Linked DNA regions of Mus musculus: region 1 is linked to region 2. Evidence: chromatin contacts called from public Hi-C data. All regions are on one chromosome and are shown on one strand. Each heading gives the region's core, a stretch centred on a gene start, on an enhancer-like site or on the middle of the called end of the contact. The rest is flanking DNA. Distances are from core to core; before and after follow the strand shown. Region 1 holds the start of Faf2 (Fas associated factor family member 2). Region 2 holds the start of Phf2os1 (a long non-coding RNA gene).

Region 1 (2,700 bases), core at 60-2,559, 5.8 Mb before region 2:
GCTAAAAAAAATCAATATTTAGCACATTTCCTATTAGAAAATGAGTTCTATTGACTTCAATTTATCTGGAAAATGATTATTAATAGTAACAACTGTTTAGGCACATTTTACAGTTTACAAAGTTGTCTTCTTCTTCTTTTTTTTTTTTTGTTTTTTTTTTTTTTGTTTTTTGTTTTTTCGAGACAGGGTTTCTCTGTGTAGCCCTGGCTGTCCTGGAACTCACTCTGTAGACCAGGCTGGCCTCGAACTCAGAAATCCCCCTGCCTCTGCCTCCCGAGTACTGGGATTAAAGGCGTGCGCCACCACTGCCCGGCCCCAAAGTCTTCTAAATACCGTGTAACACCCATAAACTCAGTTTACCTCCTAAAACATCCGCAAGGGAATAGACATTTTGAAGTTATATGTAAGAACTAAGGATACGGCTAATGCCATGGTTACCACCACCCGGGTGGCATCCTCCCACCAGACCCTCCACCTGATTAAAGTGCTTAGAGCCTTTTTTTTTTTAAAACAAAACAAAACAAAACCAGAAACATCCACTTAATGGGGCGGGTCCTGCAGGTTGCCACCCTCCTCAAGCAGAGTCAGCCGTTCAGGAGCAAGCCGAAGGGCAACAAATCCAGTCAGAGGCCTTCGATGATACTTCATGTTACATTGTTTCCTCCAGAGGCGTCCTCCCACATTTCTAGGGCAGGTGCCAGGTCTGTGTGTGGGCGCTTCTTTTCCCCACTACAACCACCCAACACGAGCCCTAGGGACCACCGAGAGACCCCCAGCAAGCGTCGGTGAATAACATGGGATGGTGGTGGTCTGCGGTCCAGCCCTGCAAGCTGATGCCAACTCTGCGATTGGGGATCTGAGTTATCTCTAGCACATCCCCACCAATCGATGGGCGGAGAGGGTCTGGCGGGTTAATCAGGCCGGCAAGGATTGCAGACCAGCGACGCTACGGGAAATCAAGGCAGCTGACCCACTGTGGTCGAGCCCGGCTAGCAGAGGTGGCTGGAAGGCTGAGGACCCACAGAGGTTGGGCGCCGGGGAAATCCGGGCAGTTGGCGTCTGGGGGGGAGGGGGCCGCCTGCGGGTTTGAAACTGGTCCCAACCCCAACCTGAGGATGGTTTTGCGCTCCTCTAGGGTCCCACTCCCCATCCCGCGGCGGCCTGGGCTGCACCGAGAACTCGCTGCTACCTGAAACTGCAGCAGCTTCTCGGTCTGCTCCTGAGTTAGATCCTGCTCCTCAGGCGCCGCCATTTTGCCGCCGCCTCTACGCTCCTGACCCGTCCGCACCGTCACCCGCCGGAAGTGATCTCAGGTGTAACCACTTCCGGCCTGAACCGCCGCCGGGACTCAACTGCGTCTGCGCGCGCTAACTCGCGGGCACCCTCCCCGCCCCCTTCCGAATCTCGCCACCAGAGGGCGACGTTCGCGTGTCTAGGCCGAACAATTCAGGACCCTGCCGATCTATCTCCCAAAGATCTAAAATTGATGAAAAGATGACAGACCCCAGAGGGTCAGTGTACCTCCAGGAGCTCGAGAGAGTCCCGCAATTTGGCTGCTCCTTAACCGTTTTTTTAAATTATCTACGATATTCTTGAAGATTTCTCAGGAAACGATTGCTTTCACGAAATAGCGCCAGTTTGATACTTAATCCTTTCATAAAGTTGGTCTGCCTTATTAGGGGAAACAGTGGTGAGGCTTTGTTGTCTCTTGCTAGGAGTGTCTGTAACCAGGTTAATGGTGCTTCCCAGACACTCAGCTCTGTACCTCGTCCAACCTCATGCCCAGGCCACTCGCCCTTCATCCCTTTGACAGACCAAAGATAAGATAGTTGGTCTGAGTCAAGGAAACTTGACTTTAAGTGTGTATGATTCCTTGCATACGAAGGGTATCCTGGAGCAAGCCACCTAGACTCTGTTACTTTTGGTTGAACGCGATTGACTTAAAGCCTGCCCATTCCTCCTTTGCCTTTTCCTGGGCACACTGCGGTGGCCAAGACTTGAAGATCTTGAACTCAAGAGCAACCTGCACTACATAATGAGACCGTGTGTCAAAACGACAACAATCAAAGGAACAACACACACACACACACACACACACACACACACCCCGAGTGCATTTTATTCCTAACCTTTAGGCCCTTCTTAGCCTAATATTGTCCAATAAAAACGTGAGCCACACGAGCAATTTTTTAATAGCAGCCATACTAGGGAGAAGTGATGTTCTGCTGATGGGAAACTAAATTATTAGTTCATCCATTACAGAAATCAGAATAAAGACTCCCCTCACAATTAGTTAGAACTGTTATACAACCCAGCTACACCAGTTCTGGTGCACACTTCCAAGAGTCAAAGTCAGTTTACTATAGACATACCTGTAATTCACATACTTACTGATATGCACAATAAATCATAGACTCAGCCTAAGTGTCTACCAGTAGATGAGTGGACAAAAAAAAAAAAAAAAGTCTGTATATAGCAGGGCATGGCAGCACATACCTTTAATCCCAGTACTCAGTTGGTAGAGGCAGGTGGATCCCTGAGTTCCAGGTCAGCCTGGTCTACAAATCAAGTTCCAGAACAGCCAGGGCTACACAGGGGAAACCCAGTCTCAAAAACAAAACAAAATTCTAGCACTGGAGAGATGGCTCAGCAGTTAAGAGCATTGTCTATTCTTCCAGAGGACTTAAGTTCAGTTCCCAG
Region 2 (2,700 bases), core at 43-2,542:
GCGCCCCCCGCCCCAATTTCCTATCTCCCCTGCCACATGTGTGCCCTTAGGTTACACAGTGCTTGCCCTGGTTCGGATCCTGATTTGTGGCCCTGGGTTTACCTATTTGGGAAGGGTGGGGGTTGGTTGAGGGCAGATTCCATAACAGGCTATCCTCTGAGTTGCCAGCAATGGAGCTGATTGGCAGCCGCACTCTGGGCAGGGATAACTGGGACTCTGCCTTGTCAAGGTAAGCAGAGGTCTGAAACTCTGGAATGTATCTGCAGAGACTAGCATCTCCACGTATTGTGTGGGGACAGGCAAAGGGGAAGCAGATCTAGCAGACAGCTTTCTTCCTAAATATATGGCCCTGCTCATCAGGGTCGACCTGGGTAGGGGACAGAGAAGGACCCTCATTCATATCTCACCAACCAACCAAACAACCAACCAACCAACCAACAAAAAAGCTCTAAGCAGGACAGGTGAGACCAGGGAGCCAGTTCAGAGCAAGACTGCAGGGGCGAGAGCGACAACATAACCCCTTGTCTTCCCCAGCAGTCCTGTGGCTCAGTTGCGACTCACTGGACTGTCCTCCGCTCCTAAGGTCTGTGGGTCTATGGGTTGTAATAAGGGGTCCTGGGCGGCACCAATCCCAGGTAAGCTGTGTCCTACAACAAACAGTTCACTCTCGGGTCCCCTGACTTTTGCCGGAGCATCGGGAAAGTTCACCGGATCGTACGAGGAAGCAAGGCAGCCCCCAGCTAGAAAGAAGGGGAAGGGGAGGTTATTCAAAAGCCAGCAACTCAGTCGCAGTTCGGGATGGGAGGGAGGCTGCCGGGCCCAGGAAGAGGAGGAAGATCCCCCTGTCCATCCCACTTCGGGGTCAGAAGAAAGTTAAGGCCAAGGAGTTGCTTCTGGCTAAGGCAGGGCTGTGCGAACTGTGTTCACGTAGTCGGGGGCAGGGGGCTCCGCGGCTCGTCTCCCTGGGAGTCCCGGGGCCACCCTCTCCCGCGGGGTGCCCCCGAGCCCGGCTGCTGGCTCCCCCAGGCCCGCGGCCCACCTTCTACCGCGGCCCGCCTTCCCGGCGGCGGGAGCGGGGCCCAGGCCGGCGGGCGGAGGCGGCGCCACCCGGGGCGCTGACGTAGCGGCCGCTCGGCGGCCGGGGGTCCCTTCGGTGGGGCCGCGGCTCCCCGCCCGCCGCCCCCGCGCGTCCATTCGCTTTGTGTCCCGCGCGCGGCCGGGCCCCCCGCGCACTCTCAGCCCTGCGCCCCGCGGCCCGGCGGGCGGCTCCCGGCGCGGCCCCAGCAGCCCGCGCCGGCATTGTGTGGACGCGCCCGGCCGCGAGCGCGCGCGCGGGCCCTGCCGAGCGCCCCCGGCCCCGTCCGCTCCGGCCGCGGCGCCCGCGCCCGCCGCCCCCGCCGCCCTCGCCGCGCGGCCCCCGGCCCGGCCCGGCCCGACCCGGGCAGCGCAGCGGCGGGGCGAGCGGCGGCGCGGCAACATGGCGACGGTGCCCGTGTACTGCGTCTGCCGGCTGCCCTACGACGTTACCCGCTTTATGATCGAGTGCGATGCCTGCAAGGACTGGTTCCACGGCAGGTGAGCGCGCCGCGGCCCGCCCGGCCCACCGAGCCCCGCGCCCTGGTCGCGCGCCCCGGGCCCCGCCGGGCACCGCAGCCGCGTTCGGCCGCCGGGCCGCGCGCCCTTTTGTGCCCAGGGCGGGGGCGTACGGCCGCCGCGCACAAAGCGAGGCCCGTGGCCGGGGCGGGCGAGGGGCGCGGGGAAGTTGGGGCTCCGGCCGCGATGGGGCTGGGACCCGGTCGTCTGACAGCGGGGCCGCAGTGGCCGCGGAGGCCAGGAGCCGGACGAGGCCCAGGCCCGGGGCCCCCGCCGCCAGCCCCCTGCGAAGTTGCAGGAACTTTCCCCGCGCGGGCTCGGGGCGGCCGGGCCGGGAGAGGCGGGCGCGCGGCCCGGCGCGGGTCCCCCGAGAGGCGCGACTGGCGGGCTCCGGAGCTGGCAGGGCTCGGGTGGACCGGGGGAACGGTAGCGAGGTAGCGGCCAGTGCCCCCCGTCTGTGCTGGATCCCGGGAACCCCCTCGGGACTGTGTCCTGGCGGGCAGGACCCCACCGGGGACCCCGCGTGCCTACTGGCTCGGGCCGGCCTGCGGGCCTAGGCGGGAGTGCAGTGACAGACCGACGTGAGTGTCTGTGTGTTGGGGTGGGGGTGTTGTGGCTTGGCCGCTCATTTCCTGGCCTGCTCGGCTCCCCATTTCCCTCCTCTCTGCTTCAGGCAGAGGAACCCCAGTTTTGACATGACCTTATGCTCTTTAAGGAAGATGGGGAGGAGGGAAAGAGGTAAGCTTGGAGATACTAAACCCGCCCTCTGGGCCCTTGCCGGTGGCCATGACCTGGCCTTGTGTCTACTTTTTAAGAGCCTAAGTCCCTTCCTACTTAGAAGTAAGAGGAGGAGAAAGAGGTGATCATCCTGCTTAAACTGCTCCAACAGGTTCTCTTGTGTTTGACTTTGCCTGTGGGATGTGCTTGGGCCTCAAGAGGGCTGGCCTGAAGCTGGACAGGTCTGTCTGTCCCCTGGGTGTGAGTTTTTAACAGCGAGTAGCAGGCTGGAGGGAGAGAACGGTGTGTGGTTCTGGACCGTCCCTGACCTTCCTTCTAGAGAGAAGACCCTTCTGATATCTCACATCCAGGATCTTTAGGGAGTCTTGA

The links. A called contact is a pair of places that touch in the nucleus more often than the background predicts.
Region 1: a Hi-C map of CD4 T cells shows a contact between it and region 2, with 4 times the contacts expected there. The contact joins the promoter of Faf2 here to the promoter of Phf2os1 in region 2. A contact is called at or near these places in 1 of 39 promoter capture datasets (cranial neural crest) and 1 of 484 Hi-C or Micro-C datasets (CD4 T cells).

What each region holds. Positions count from the first base shown.
Region 1 is chr13:54,620,393-54,623,092 of GRCm38.p6, reverse strand. It overlaps Faf2 (Fas associated factor family member 2), which reads right to left and starts at 1,309. Exons shown (of 11, transcript NM_178397.3): 1 at 1,190-1,309. The coding sequence starts at 1,252.
Region 2 is chr13:48,869,543-48,872,242 of GRCm38.p6, reverse strand. Phf2os1 (a long non-coding RNA gene) reads right to left here and starts at 1,292. Exons shown (of 2, transcript XR_003950516.1): 1 at 1,040-1,292. Phf2 (PHD finger protein 2) reads left to right here and starts at 1,358. Exons shown (of 22, transcript NM_011078.3): 1 at 1,358-1,575. The coding sequence starts at 1,478.